Linked DNA regions of Mus musculus: all the other regions are linked to region 1. A link is a contact called in public ChIA-PET, Hi-C, HiChIP or PLAC-seq and promoter capture Hi-C data. All regions are on one chromosome and are shown on one strand. The core of a region is the stretch at or near the end of the contact, and the rest is flanking DNA. Distances in the headings are between cores, read along the strand shown. Region 1 holds the start of Zfp346 (zinc finger protein 346). Region 2 holds the start of B4galt7 (xylosylprotein beta1,4-galactosyltransferase, polypeptide 7 (galactosyltransferase I)). Region 3 holds the start of Faf2 (Fas associated factor family member 2). Region 4 holds the start of Gprin1 (G protein-regulated inducer of neurite outgrowth 1). Region 5 has its middle 22 kb from the start of Tspan17.

What was found. Promoter capture Hi-C pulls out the DNA fragments that hold promoters and counts their contacts. Hi-C and Micro-C count contacts between places; a contact is called where the count stands out from the background. ChIA-PET counts read pairs in DNA pulled down with a chosen protein or histone mark. HiChIP or PLAC-seq counts read pairs in DNA pulled down with a chosen protein or histone mark.
Region 2: a contact with region 1 is called in a Hi-C map of double positive thymocytes, with 5 times the contacts expected there. The contact joins the promoter of B4galt7 here to the promoter of Zfp346 in region 1. A contact is called at or near these places in 6 of 39 promoter capture datasets (the SN4741 cell line, erythroid cells, hematopoietic stem and progenitor cells and 2 more), 4 of 484 Hi-C or Micro-C datasets (double positive thymocytes, embryonic stem cells, erythroblasts and 1 more), 2 of 115 datasets of contacts at active chromatin or transcription factors (bone marrow-derived macrophages and memory CD8 T cells) and 1 of 9 other capture datasets (macrophages).
Region 3: a contact with region 1 is called in an RNA polymerase II ChIA-PET map of effector CD8 T cells, with 8 read pairs. The contact joins the promoter of Faf2 here to the promoter of Zfp346 in region 1. A contact is called at or near these places in 9 of 39 promoter capture datasets (the C10 cell line, HPC-7-derived erythroid cells, cranial neural crest and 5 more), 2 of 484 Hi-C or Micro-C datasets (CD4 T cells and CD8 T cells), 2 of 115 datasets of contacts at active chromatin or transcription factors (effector CD8 T cells and thymic regulatory T cells) and 1 of 9 other capture datasets (pancreatic islet).
Region 4: a promoter capture Hi-C map of neural stem cells shows a contact between it and region 1. The contact joins the promoter of Gprin1 here to the promoter of Zfp346 in region 1. A contact is called at or near these places in 6 of 39 promoter capture datasets (the SN4741 cell line, cranial neural crest, embryonic stem cells and 3 more), 1 of 484 Hi-C or Micro-C datasets (embryonic stem cells), 14 of 115 datasets of contacts at active chromatin or transcription factors (embryonic basal ganglia, embryonic forebrain, embryonic hindbrain and 8 more) and 2 of 9 other capture datasets (adipose tissue and macrophages).
Region 5: an H3K4me3 HiChIP or PLAC-seq map of forebrain shows a contact between it and region 1, with 6 times the contacts expected there. The contact joins the enhancer-like site here to the promoter of Zfp346 in region 1. A contact is called at or near these places in 6 of 39 promoter capture datasets (the 3T3-L1 cell line, the C10 cell line, the SN4741 cell line and 3 more), 1 of 484 Hi-C or Micro-C datasets (bone marrow-derived macrophages), 14 of 115 datasets of contacts at active chromatin or transcription factors (the 230-238 cell line, the NIH/3T3 cell line, bone marrow-derived macrophages and 9 more) and 4 of 9 other capture datasets (adipose tissue, liver, macrophages and 1 more).

Annotation. Positions count from the first base shown.
Region 1 is chr13:55,103,811-55,106,645 of GRCm38.p6, reverse strand. Zfp346 (zinc finger protein 346) reads right to left here and starts at 1,337. Exons shown (of 7, transcript NM_012017.2): 1 at 1,128-1,337. The coding sequence starts at 1,302.
Region 2 is chr13:55,598,418-55,601,252 of GRCm38.p6, reverse strand. It overlaps B4galt7 (xylosylprotein beta1,4-galactosyltransferase, polypeptide 7 (galactosyltransferase I)), which reads right to left and starts at 1,357. Exons shown (of 6, transcript NM_146045.2): 1 at 1,061-1,357. The coding sequence starts at 1,110.
Region 3 is chr13:54,620,407-54,623,241 of GRCm38.p6, reverse strand. It overlaps Faf2 (Fas associated factor family member 2), which reads right to left and starts at 1,458. Exons shown (of 11, transcript NM_178397.3): 1 at 1,339-1,458. The coding sequence starts at 1,401.
Region 4 is chr13:54,748,532-54,751,366 of GRCm38.p6, reverse strand. It overlaps Gprin1 (G protein-regulated inducer of neurite outgrowth 1), which reads left to right and starts at 1,493. Exons shown (of 2, transcript NM_001316710.1): 1 at 1,493-1,797.
Region 5 is chr13:54,810,218-54,813,052 of GRCm38.p6, reverse strand. No RefSeq gene overlaps it. Among named protein-coding and RNA genes, the nearest start is that of Tspan17, 22 kb to the right of the region's middle. Within about 2 kb of position 1,337, at least 11 of the 459 cell types and tissues checked have an H3K27ac peak or open chromatin away from gene starts, as enhancers often do.

The DNA of each region.
Region 1 (2,835 bases), core at 88-2,587:
AAAAACATATTAAAAATTTAAATATATCTCCCTTTAATATGGTAAAAAAAAAAAAAAATCCCAATTTTATCCAGGGCAAGCAGTTCACAAACACATTAAACTTCCCAAGATTAGTCTGCTCAGCAAGCAAAATAACCAGGGAAAGACTTCTCTGCAGGGACCTGATAGGTTAGCACAGAAACCCAGATAACAGTTCTTGTACATTTGGGTTAGTATTAAGTAGCTAGCTCGGGAAGGGACTCTGAAAAGAGAAAGAGGCCAGCTCGCCCTGCACTCCTCTAGTATCCTTGTTACCCACCCAGTTTTGGTTCAAACAGAGCCATCTGGTAAGGTTCTGCCCAGAAGTGCACCCTGAGTGAGTATACACTGTTCTCCACAACTCTGCATCGAGTGTGAGATGAAGCAGTCAGAGGCAAGATGAATACCTAAGCTTCCCCGCCTCCTGGGCCTCCTCAGTGGAAAAAGCTGTTGGCAACAGACACAGAAATACGGTTTTGAAGGACATAGTGGTGCAAGCCAGCGATGCCCACACTGAGGCAGGGAGACCCATGCAAGTTCAAGGCCAGCCAAGTCTACCAAGGAAGAAACATGGCAAACCAGGACGCAGTCATCAAGCCCAGGAGCTGGGATTCAAGAAGACCTTCCAGAGCTCACGTTGGTCCTCCCTCTCACTAGGAAGGATGAGGGCAGGAGGTCCACCACGAGTTGGAACAGTGAGAGGCGTCGCAAAATAAATGTAATAATAATGAAGTAAATTAAATAAAGCTATTCGGATCTGTCAGAACCATAGGGCTTTGAGAGGAAAGAGAAGCAATGTGGAGTTGTGGAATTAAAGACAGACAGGGACGGGGGCTGGCTCGCCTACGAGTCAGGCTGGGAAAGTCCTGTCGCTGTCTAAGAGGACAAGACCTAGAATGGGGGGAAACTGTTCGCAAGTGAACGCCCTGGAAAGGAGGACGGACAAATTCCGCAGGGTAACGAGTTACTAGGTCCAGCACCCTTCGCGAGAGCGAGCTCGCAGCTCCGGAACGTCGTGCAGAGGCTGGCGGGCGCCAGGGGAGTGACAGGAGGCAGGGCCATCCCATCCCGCCTCGGTCCAGCCGCCAACCCCGGAGCCCCCGACTCACCTTCCTCCCTCCCCGCCGGCTGCGCACCGGACACAGCTTCCCACAGGCGACGCGCCCTCTCGCGGTCAAAGCGCACTCCGTCCGGTTCCCGACCCTCCGGCTCCTCGGAGCCCTTGTACGGTCCGGCTTCTCCAGGGTCCGCAGCATCCGTAGCATCGGGCGCAGGACACTCCATCTTTCCGGCAAGACGCGCCGTTAAGAAGCTGCGCATGCGGCCTGCTACCACGAGCAGTGGGTGGGCGGGGATTTGACCCGGCCAGCAACTCTCGCGAAGTTTGGGCTCTGCAGAGTCCCGCTGGGGCGGGGCCCTGAGGGGGCGGGGCCCAGAGGAGGCGGGGCCCAGAGGCTCATTTTGTTTTGGTTCCTCTGGCGCCTTAGGAGTCCAGTGAATTGGAAAAAAACGGTTCATGTTGATCACTTCTTAGCTCAGGGCTCTCAGTTTTGCTCAAGGTGAGCCACTGACGGACACTTGTCATTTCCTTTTTCTATATGTGGAAAATTATCTCCCATTTCTTTTCTTTTTTCTTTTTGGTTTTTCGAGACAGGGTTTCTCTGTGTAGCCCTGGCTGTCCTGGAACTCACTCTGAAGACCAGGCTGGCCTCGAACTCAGAAATCCTCCTGCCTCTGCCTCCCGAGTGCTGGGATCAAAGGCATGCACCACCATGCCCGGCAATTTCTCCCATTTCTTTGGAAGAGAACCTAAGACCCAGATTCTAGAAATGTTTTACTTAGCTTATTAAAGCAGACATAATGGTACAGCTCTTCATCTCAATACACAGGAGGTGGAGGATATAAGATTAGGAGCTTGAGGCCAGCCTGGGCTACCTGAGACCCTGTCTAAGAAGCACTTACTAATGGCTGAGCACGGTGGCTCATACTTGCTATTCCAAAATTTGGGAGACTAAGGTTAGAGAAATGCACATTTGAGAAAAAAAAGACATTGTTCGAGAAAAAGATAGTTAAGGCTGTGGTCAAAGTACTCTGGAGGACGCAAGACGACCAGGAGTTCAAGACAAACCTCTGCTCCAATAATAGATCATCTCTCAACGAAACAAAACACACCCACAAAACAAACAAAAACCCAGACAATAATAAGGTTGGATGTGGTGCCTGCCTGTAATTATATCACTCTGGAGGCTGAGGCAGGAGGATTGTCATGATGTATTTGAGGCTAGTGTTGGGAGCCATCTTCACTTTATGGGGTCTGGATGAGAGAGTTAGAGCTTCTCCTTGGTCTGCAGTATCTGATAAGTTCTTGGGCTTGTTCTCAGTTCATTCCCAATAAGTTTATGAGGTAGCATCCTCTGTTCTCAGGAATAAGTCGTTTATCAATCTCTGCCGATGAGTGGTGCCGAGCAAATAGGAGTTTGGGTCCACTGAGGAATACAGTTTACTTCTACCCTCAAGGTGGAGACACAGGCTGCTTGTAAAATGGAATCTTGGTCCATTTTACACGGTAGGAAACAAAACAAAACACTGTTTTACATGATAATGAGGTAAAATAGGGCACTGCTGGTCTTATATTGCTGTAATATTAGTTTTATTATTATTATTACTGTTATTGTTATTATTATTTGTTGTTATATTTTTGAGACAGGACCTATGTAGCCCTGGCTGTCCTGGGACTTACTATGTAGACCCAACTGGCCTTGAACTCATAAAGATCTACCTGCTTCTGCCTGCCAAGTGCTGAAACTAAGACTAAAG
Region 2 (2,835 bases), core at 108-2,607, 490 kb before region 1:
AGAAAATGGGGGCCCCCAACCATAAATTACATTGTTCCTCCATACCTGTGACTTTGTTATTGTTATGGATCATAATATAAATATCTGATGTATGCAACCCATGGGGGGGCGCGACCCACAGGTTGAGAACCACTGGACTAGCCCAAGGTCCAAACAAAAAGATGCTTCAAGCCTAAAAGTGTAATGCCCCATAAATCTAGGCAGGAAAATCACCTCCGCCATTCTGTTTCAGTGAGAAATATCTTAAACTCGGGTATGAGCCAGACTCACACCTAACACTTAAAGCAGACCCCCACACAAGTACAGCAGCACAGGAAATGAACTACTGGGTGTGTCTAGTATAAGACAGGCAATGGCTAACCAACCAGGAAGAGAACACAGGAAGCTCTGTCTGGTGTGATCTTCCCGGCCAACCGCAAAGTATGAGAGGGCATGAAGGCGAAGGATAGGATTTGAAGTCACATGGATATGACGGGGCAGACAGAAAATAAATAAATAAATAAATAAAGACCTTCAGCGCCACAACACAGAGAGATCCGCTGTAAGAAACGAACAGAATCATCTGCTACATGAAAACAGACAGACAAACACACAAAGGCACAGGAGAAAGAGTGGTTCTCAGCCTTCCTACTGCTGCAGCCCTTTTATACAACTCCTCACGGTTGTGGTGGTCCCCAACCATAAATGTCGTCGTTATTCCACATTTGTGGTTTTGTTATTGTTATGAATCGTAACATAAATGTCTGATATATGCAACCCAAGGGGGCCGCGACCCACAGGTTGAGAGCCACTGGACTAGTTCGCGGTCCAAACAAAAAGATCAATGGAGAGAGCAAGGCAGAGACCCAGACACAGGGACGCGCAGAATAGAAGCTAGTAGGAAAAGAGAGCCGTGCAGACAATACCAATGACGTTCCCCCCACCCCCAGAGAACCACAAACACTCAGGGTGACCCCCAGAAACCCAGATGCGACAGCGTAGGGCTGCTAAGATTTGCAGGAGGTCGAGAAAAGGAATGGCACCCAGGGGGACGCGGCTCCTGCCCGTTGCGGCCGCTCACCTGCCATCCTCCCAGGGCAGCTGCGCCGCTTTCCTCCGGGAGGGCAACATCGTGGCGGGACACAGCAGGACATGGGGCTCTGGCTCAAAGCCCCGCTGCCCGGCCTGCCCAGCCTACGCGGCGTCTCCGCCCCCGCCCCGCCCCCCGGTCCGCCGAGTCCGTCCCTCCGGTTGGGCCGGCTGCACCTCAGAGCCACAGCTTATAAGGTTCTGCTGTCTGGAGAACCGATGGCGGGACCTAGCTAGGTTCTCACTACATACAAGGGCCCACTGGATGTCACAAGAAAGGGAGTTCCCTCCCATCACCCAAGTCAAAGGCGACCAAACAAGCTAGAGACTAGCTGGAACTAGACGTGTACTGCATAACAGAACGTCTGGGATAAGGTACATCTTCCTCCTTTTTCCCCCAAGTGAAGGCTGGTATCATCGCAGCATTCCTACGGTCAGCCCAGCAGAGAAAGCACGTACTCTTGGAGCATAAGATCCAGTTCAGAATTCGGAGCTGATCTCGGAAGACTGATTGTGCTTCAAACACTGCTCTGATAATTTAACAACGCTGAGGCGAGTCGATTTCTCTGTGACGGTTTCATCACTTGGGTTATATAAATTGTTCGTATTCTGTGTGGTCATTGTAGGAAACGAAAACCCATTTGGTGCAGTGCTTGGCACAGTCACACTATATAAATGCTGTCGTCCGATTTGAGAACCTAAGGAATGAATAGGAGACTGAGCCGCCTCTTTGCCTGTGTGAATTTATCTACTCTCTTCCCCTCTTCCCCACCTGGGAAAAGAGAGGCAGTTACTAGACTTCATGTCTGTTCTTTCAGGCAAAATTTAATATTCTAATAAGTACCTAACATTTATTAAGTTTTACTTTGTGCTACTCATTTTTTTTTAAGATTTAGTTATTATATGTAAGTACACTGTAGCTGACTTCAGACAGTCCAGGAGAGGGCATCAGATCTCATTACGGATGGTTGTCAGCCCGTGAGCCACCATGTGGTTGCTGAGATTTGAACTCAGGACCTCTGGAAGAGCATCGAGCCATCTCTCCAGCTCCTGTTCTAAGTTCTTTATGGCTGTGCTTTTATTCAGTCTTTATGAATAGGTATTATTTCCATTGTGAAGATGAAAGGACCAAGGCACAGGCAGGTCATTGGTTTGTGTGCACAATCTTTCCAGCCACAATCCATGATCTCCAATTTCAAGTGCATTGTTTCAAGGTAGATCTTCACTATTGGTTAAGTTAATTGTTCTTAACTTTCTTTCCCCTCTTAAACCCTAACAAACACAACTCAATGATTTGCTCTGTGGCTCACCTAGGGCTCTGCATCCCACACCAGAAACTTACCAAGTCAACCATAGATGGGGCAGACCTTTTTTTTTTTTTTAATTTTCTTTTAAGATTTATTTTATATATGTGAGTACACTGTCACTCTCTTCAGACACATCAGAAGGCATCGGATGCCCATTACAGACGGTTGTGAGACACCATGTGGTTGCTGGGAATTGAACTCAGGACCTCTGGAAGATCAGTCAGTGCTCTTAACCACTGAGTCATCTCTCCAGCCTGATGTGGCAGATCTTAAAGGCAGGATTGACCTCCTGCAGAGACCAGTTAGGCAGGGCCATCAGGCGATAAGACAGTCAGGTGACCTGTTGCTCTAGTGTTAGACCTCAAACTCAAGAAACTAAATTTTACATAAAAACCCAAATTAGCCAGGCGGTGGTGGCACACGCCTTTAATCCCAGCACTCGGAAGGCAGAGGCAGGCAG
Region 3 (2,835 bases), core at 209-2,708, 480 kb after region 1:
AATTCATAGCCATCTGTAAGACAGGGCCTGTTACAGTATGGACCCTTTAGGGCTGTGCATTCAAAAAGCTAACATGCTTTAGTCAAGTTCTCACGACATCACAAATATTTAGTGGGCGGTGTCTGGCATTAAGGCTTAGCATAAAAAGTGCTAAAAAAAATCAATATTTAGCACATTTCCTATTAGAAAATGAGTTCTATTGACTTCAATTTATCTGGAAAATGATTATTAATAGTAACAACTGTTTAGGCACATTTTACAGTTTACAAAGTTGTCTTCTTCTTCTTTTTTTTTTTTTGTTTTTTTTTTTTTTGTTTTTTGTTTTTTCGAGACAGGGTTTCTCTGTGTAGCCCTGGCTGTCCTGGAACTCACTCTGTAGACCAGGCTGGCCTCGAACTCAGAAATCCCCCTGCCTCTGCCTCCCGAGTACTGGGATTAAAGGCGTGCGCCACCACTGCCCGGCCCCAAAGTCTTCTAAATACCGTGTAACACCCATAAACTCAGTTTACCTCCTAAAACATCCGCAAGGGAATAGACATTTTGAAGTTATATGTAAGAACTAAGGATACGGCTAATGCCATGGTTACCACCACCCGGGTGGCATCCTCCCACCAGACCCTCCACCTGATTAAAGTGCTTAGAGCCTTTTTTTTTTTAAAACAAAACAAAACAAAACCAGAAACATCCACTTAATGGGGCGGGTCCTGCAGGTTGCCACCCTCCTCAAGCAGAGTCAGCCGTTCAGGAGCAAGCCGAAGGGCAACAAATCCAGTCAGAGGCCTTCGATGATACTTCATGTTACATTGTTTCCTCCAGAGGCGTCCTCCCACATTTCTAGGGCAGGTGCCAGGTCTGTGTGTGGGCGCTTCTTTTCCCCACTACAACCACCCAACACGAGCCCTAGGGACCACCGAGAGACCCCCAGCAAGCGTCGGTGAATAACATGGGATGGTGGTGGTCTGCGGTCCAGCCCTGCAAGCTGATGCCAACTCTGCGATTGGGGATCTGAGTTATCTCTAGCACATCCCCACCAATCGATGGGCGGAGAGGGTCTGGCGGGTTAATCAGGCCGGCAAGGATTGCAGACCAGCGACGCTACGGGAAATCAAGGCAGCTGACCCACTGTGGTCGAGCCCGGCTAGCAGAGGTGGCTGGAAGGCTGAGGACCCACAGAGGTTGGGCGCCGGGGAAATCCGGGCAGTTGGCGTCTGGGGGGGAGGGGGCCGCCTGCGGGTTTGAAACTGGTCCCAACCCCAACCTGAGGATGGTTTTGCGCTCCTCTAGGGTCCCACTCCCCATCCCGCGGCGGCCTGGGCTGCACCGAGAACTCGCTGCTACCTGAAACTGCAGCAGCTTCTCGGTCTGCTCCTGAGTTAGATCCTGCTCCTCAGGCGCCGCCATTTTGCCGCCGCCTCTACGCTCCTGACCCGTCCGCACCGTCACCCGCCGGAAGTGATCTCAGGTGTAACCACTTCCGGCCTGAACCGCCGCCGGGACTCAACTGCGTCTGCGCGCGCTAACTCGCGGGCACCCTCCCCGCCCCCTTCCGAATCTCGCCACCAGAGGGCGACGTTCGCGTGTCTAGGCCGAACAATTCAGGACCCTGCCGATCTATCTCCCAAAGATCTAAAATTGATGAAAAGATGACAGACCCCAGAGGGTCAGTGTACCTCCAGGAGCTCGAGAGAGTCCCGCAATTTGGCTGCTCCTTAACCGTTTTTTTAAATTATCTACGATATTCTTGAAGATTTCTCAGGAAACGATTGCTTTCACGAAATAGCGCCAGTTTGATACTTAATCCTTTCATAAAGTTGGTCTGCCTTATTAGGGGAAACAGTGGTGAGGCTTTGTTGTCTCTTGCTAGGAGTGTCTGTAACCAGGTTAATGGTGCTTCCCAGACACTCAGCTCTGTACCTCGTCCAACCTCATGCCCAGGCCACTCGCCCTTCATCCCTTTGACAGACCAAAGATAAGATAGTTGGTCTGAGTCAAGGAAACTTGACTTTAAGTGTGTATGATTCCTTGCATACGAAGGGTATCCTGGAGCAAGCCACCTAGACTCTGTTACTTTTGGTTGAACGCGATTGACTTAAAGCCTGCCCATTCCTCCTTTGCCTTTTCCTGGGCACACTGCGGTGGCCAAGACTTGAAGATCTTGAACTCAAGAGCAACCTGCACTACATAATGAGACCGTGTGTCAAAACGACAACAATCAAAGGAACAACACACACACACACACACACACACACACACACCCCGAGTGCATTTTATTCCTAACCTTTAGGCCCTTCTTAGCCTAATATTGTCCAATAAAAACGTGAGCCACACGAGCAATTTTTTAATAGCAGCCATACTAGGGAGAAGTGATGTTCTGCTGATGGGAAACTAAATTATTAGTTCATCCATTACAGAAATCAGAATAAAGACTCCCCTCACAATTAGTTAGAACTGTTATACAACCCAGCTACACCAGTTCTGGTGCACACTTCCAAGAGTCAAAGTCAGTTTACTATAGACATACCTGTAATTCACATACTTACTGATATGCACAATAAATCATAGACTCAGCCTAAGTGTCTACCAGTAGATGAGTGGACAAAAAAAAAAAAAAAAGTCTGTATATAGCAGGGCATGGCAGCACATACCTTTAATCCCAGTACTCAGTTGGTAGAGGCAGGTGGATCCCTGAGTTCCAGGTCAGCCTGGTCTACAAATCAAGTTCCAGAACAGCCAGGGCTACACAGGGGAAACCCAGTCTCAAAAACAAAACAAAATTCTAGCACTGGAGAGATGGCTCAGCAGTTAAGAGCATTGTCTATTCTTCCAGAGGACTTA
Region 4 (2,835 bases), core at 244-2,743, 360 kb after region 1:
AACATTCAGAATGTGTCCTTCATTCACAAGATGGAACCTCAGAGGACCAGCACAAGTGTCTCTCAGCATCCAAGACCAAGACCACTTGACTTCCCCCCAATAGTTAAGAGTCGCCTCCACTCCATCTTATCAAAGGCTTGCGGCTTCATTTATAACCAGTCCTCACCTGAACCACTGCCACAGACTTCGCAATATACTTGGTTCTGCTCCAGAGTCATTCTGCCTCTGGTGAGACTGCTGAAAATCAAAGCTGGTTCTTGCCACTTTTGTGTGTCTCATGGACCTCCCAAGCCTCGGTTCCTTCCTGCTTGCCAGAAAGCCAATAATACTCACCTTGAGGGGGCATCTGGCAATAGGTGAAATGATGAATGTGGACCAGGGTTTGTAAATTCTGAAGCTAAGTACCCTCTTGGGCAGTGGAAAAACCATTTTCAGCACCAAGAAAATAGGAGAGCGACTCTTCTGTGCGCTGTCCGTGGTCCTGAAAACGGGTCCGTGCTCTCCGACATAAATTCCATTGTTTTGAGATTTTTTTTGGAAACAAAGTCTTGCTAGTTTTATTATATCAGTCTTGTCCAAGCTGATCAAGTACTCACTATATAGATCAGGCTGGCTCAGAACTCAGGATTACCGACCTGCTCTAGACACCTGAGTGCTGGGATTACAGGCAGTGTCGCTACTCCTGGCTTTTCCTGTGGATTTTAAATGTTCACTTGCCATCTAGATTTTCTTACTGTTATTAAGGTAAGGTAAACAGATAAGCAATGGTTACTAAAACATAAGCCCAAGTGTGGGGCTTCAGAAAGTGGCCTGTATAAATTTGCAACCCCAATTCGACCTACTAAGGAATGGTGTGACCACAAACAAGAAACTTAGCCATATTTGAAAAAAAAAAAAAGTGCGCAGACTATTCACTTGGCCTGATTGGACATGGAAGCCATTGACACCTAAAAGTCAAATTTTAGCTCTGTGTCCCTGTCTAAGATTTTCATTTGCATTAGTAATCTAGCAAGTGGCTTCACAGTTCAGGCACAGGGATCTTTTTACCACTTCCAAGATATCACAGAGTTCGCATCTGAGAAGTCCAAGGACAGGGTCCCACTCCTCTGCTCAAATGTAGAGAGAAACAGGCAGCGAGTCCTCACGCCTTCAGCGGTTCACTCAAGTGGACTCCTAAACACCTTCTTTCAAGCACTTTCTTTTTTAAGATCGCTATGAGGCGATTTAATACTAGTTACAGACGTAAAAACTGAGGCTCAAAGAGGCGAGGTGACTTGTTGGAGAGTATCCAGGAGGAGGAGACCGGGCATACCCAGACCAGAGAGGGTGGGCGGACTCCCCGTCGGGGAGGCTGCTGCAGGGAGGACGCCGAGCGCCTCCCAGCCCAGGGCCGCCACTCGCCGGAGCGTGGGCAGCAGCGAGACAAAGGGCCGGGGGCGGGGCGGAGGGGGCAGAGGCCGGAAGTGCGGCCGAGAGGGACGCGGGAAATTTCCTCGCTGAGGCAGCAGGCAAATCGGGAAGACCGGGGTTTCGGTGCGGCCGCCGCCCGTGCGCCCGCGGTGCTCCCAGCTGAGCACCAGGCGGGCGCGCGGTCCCCAGGGCCGGGCGGCGTCTGCCGGCCCTCGCGCGCCCCCGCGGCGCCCCCTCCCGGCTCCCGAGTGCACCCAGCGCGCATGCCCGGGGCGGGGCGCCCAGCCGACCAGGGACGGCGCGGAGTCGGGTCCGCCCGCCAGCGCGGCCGAGGAGCACCGGGGTGGTCTGCGCGGCGCGAGCCGGAGCTACGAGGAGCCGGCGCGGGTAAGCTGCGGGCGCGCGTTGGGCCGTAGGGCGCGCGGACCGGGGCCGCTGTCCAGGGTCCTGGGCCGCGCCGGGCATCGGGCTCGGGCTGCGGGGCGGGGGCGGCGGGGCGGGGCGCGGTGGGGCGGGGCCCCGGTGAACGGCCCCGGCCTGTGGTGTGGGCAGAGGCCGCCCCGCGTCCAGCTCCGCTGCCCGCCGCTTTGTTCCGCACCGCGGTGCGGGAGGGGGCGATTCCCGCCACCGGGGGGAGGGGCCGCTCTCATTGATTCATCCCACCCCGTCACACACCCAGTGTGGCACACAGTCCTGGACGTGGTCACACACCGCGTTCATGCTTGGGAACCTCATTTTTGGACGATGCCAAAGGTATACACACATACACACGCGAACACACACACACACACACACACACACACACACACACACACACACACACGGGCTTTGGTCATTCCATCAGATTCACACATCCGGCCACCTGTGCAACCCACCTAGTGCAACCCAGGTGAGGCTACGCACTCAGAGCATCAATCCTGGATCCAAGTCAGCAATACTCTAACCGACATCCAACCTCACTGCTCCGGCTCGTGCTTACGCCCCTCCTGTACCCTCCACCCTGGAGCAGGCTGTGACCCTGTGCACACCCTTGCATTGTCTCTTAGCCTGCTGCTCTTTTTCAACTGGCACTAGCACAAGTCCGCACACCTTTGAGCATCCATCCTTGCCCTTCTGTGGCTTGGTGGATGAACACATGGACAGATGGCCTGGGGAGTGTTTCTCAAAGAAGGCCTTTTGTTACAGACTCCTTCACCTGCAGCAGCTGCCGGGCGGGGGGGGGGGTCGCCGTGGGGTGGGGGGACACTAGGAGATGACAGGACAAGTGGCAGAAGACTGGGATTTTTTTCAGTCACACTCACAAATGTACACAAGCCTTTGTCAGTCTTGTTACCATAGCAGGAGATGTTTGCAGGTGCCTAGCAGCTCTGGCCCTGGCTGGGGGTGTAGAGATGACTCCAGACTGGGAAGAAATCCTAGAGGAAA
Region 5 (2,835 bases), core at 88-2,587, 290 kb after region 1:
AGGAAGGAAGGAAGAAAGGAAGGAAGGAAGGAGGAAGAAGGAAAGAAAGAAAGAAAGAAGGAAAGAAAGAAAGAAAGAAAGAGAAAGAAAGAAAGAAAGAAAGAAAGAAAGAAAGAAAGAAAGAAAGAAAGAAAGGAGGAAAGAAAGAAAGAAGACAGAATCAGCCCACAGTGGCAGAAAGCAGCTTGATGGCCTGTGGCAAGTGAGGAAGAGCAGAGCTGCTGAGCAGTCCCAGGGCACCTTAGGGTGCTGAGATGGTCTCCAGCCTGATTGCGGTAGAAGTCTCCCGGAGAACAAAAGCATCTATAAAATGCATTGAAGTATGGACTTAACATGGGTGCATTTAGTCTGAGTCTTAGGCATACCTCCGTTCCCCAGGTACAGAGAAGAGGCTGCCAGCTTCAAACCCACTCAGAAACTCTGTCTGCACCTGTCTTCTCATGAGAGGGTGTGTTCAACCTCACCCTCAGCGTCTCCTATTTTCCCATTTCGTCAGTCAAGACTCTCTATATTTATAGTTTTTCCATCTATGTGTGTATTTTCTGGGTGGGGGAGGGTGCACTAAAGTGTGTGCAGAGAACAGAGGACAACTTTCAACATGGATTCTGGGAGTCAAACTCAGGTCTTCAGGCTTTGAGCCATTTTCTTGGACCTTAGTCAAAACTTGTTTGTTTGTTTGTTTGTTTGTTTGTTTGTCTATTTATCTCTATTTTATATGTACTGTTGTGGGGGGTGTCAGAGCTCCTGTAATTAAGGTTATGAACAGTTGTGAGCTGCCATGTGGCTTATGGGAATCAAACCCAGATCCTCTGGAAGAGCAGCCAGTGCTCTTAATGGCTGAGCCATCTCTCCAGTCCCTAGTCAAAACTCTTGGTTGCAAGTGGCCGAATCCAAAAACAAAAAACAAAACAAGGGTGGGAGGGGGATTCTGCCATCAGATATGGCTAGATCTAAGGGCTCAAATATGGTCCCCAGGGTTGGCCATGATTTACTGATCCTGTGTTTCTCTGCATCATTCCTGCAGAGGGCCATGCTCAGGAAAGCAGTTGTGGGCAGATCTGGAGCTTGAAGAAGGAGCATATGTTTCCGAGCAAAACCAGAGAGCAACAGCCATTTGTCCACTCTCCACAGCCAGGAAGCTGGAGCATGCTGTCCCACGCATGGGTTCTGTGACCCTGCCCCTGAGAGGACATGGGTGGGATCCACACAGGAATACCCAGATGGTGAGGAAGATTCGAGGACCAGGCAGAAGCAGCAGATACCTGACACTCAGCCACCCGTGAGCTACTGATACTCTCCTGAGCACATCACAGGTACCACAAGAATCCAAGCCTGGCAGGAAACGGATGAGACAGGAAATTGACTCTATTTTTGAGCCCTGTAGAAAGCAGTAGGCTGTTCTGAGTCCATATGACTCAGGGAAACGAGTAGAGATTCTCCGGAATTCTAATTACTGCAGCTCCTCCTGGCTAGAACAGGTTTTCTAGTTTGCCCCCAGCTCCGTGTTCTCCATCTGGAAGCCAGATGTCTTCTTCCCCTCACCACAGAGATTCCACTGACCTGAACATATCGTCTGCCTGAGGGATCAACACCAATTCCTTTGAAACCTAAGTCTTTCCTGGCATCCCATTCCCTTCTGGTCACCTATCATTCTGGCAATGCCATTTGAACTTGCCCAATACATGAACTTTCTCAGGCACTTGGTATTAAAGGGTCTCCTTGAGCTGTTTAGAATGTTCTTTAGGGACCTGCTGAATTTTTACTCAACTGAATAAGCGTTAAGTATTGGCTCAGTTGGAAATGAGAGGAAAGATAGTTCCTACCCTCATCTCTTCCCTGCTAACCTTCATACACCTTATTTATTTTCTTGTGTTATTGCTTTGGCAACGAAGCACGAAGGGTTAGTATCTGCATCTGCATCTGTCTCCTAACATCCCAATGTTAAGAATAAAGGTGAGACAGGCATAATGGTGCACACCTTAAACCCAACATTTGAGAGGCAGAGGCAGGTGGATCTCTGTGAGTCTGAAACTAGCCTGGTCTACAAAGTGAGTTTCAGGACAGTGAGGGCTACATAGTGAGAAGAAGGAGGAGGAGGAGGAGGAGGAGGAGGAGGAGGAGGAGAAGGAGGAGGAGGAGGAGGAGGAGAAGGAGAAGAAGAAGAAGAAGAAGAAGAAGAAGAAGAAGAAGAAGAAGAAGAAGAAGAAGAAGAAGAAGAAGAAGAAGAAGAAGAAGAAGAAGAAGAAGAAGAAGAAGAAAGGAGGAGGAGGAGGAGGAGGAGACGGAGAAGAAGAAAGTTATGTTCTAGATGTCTTTCAGCTGCCTTTTACGAGCTCTCTCTTCTACGTGACTCTTAGATGGCTTTTATCAAGTATTCTTTTTTGTTTTTTGATTGCTAAGAAATTATTATCTCTCAAAATCATAACTTGGGGGCTGGAGAGATAGCTCAGAAGTTAAGACCACTGGCTGCACTTCCAGAGGTCCTAAGTTCAATTCCCAGCAACCATAGGGTGACTCATAGCCATCTCTAATGAAATCTGTTGCCCTCTTCTGGCGTGCAGTCATACGTGCAAGCAGAATGCTGTACACATAATAATAAATAAATAAATCTCTAAATAAAATAAAAGCAAAGAAAAATCATAACTCAAACTTTAATGAATGCTTTTCCTAGATCAAAATCCACTAAGATCTGTAATCCAAAAGCTATAGAGTTATCCCTGAGCATCTTTCAGGAGCTGGTCCATTGTGTGGCTTTTCTCATCACTGTGACAAAAAGCACCTTAAGAAGAATAGTTTTTGCTGCTGCTGTTCTTGTTTTTTTTGAAATGGAGTTTC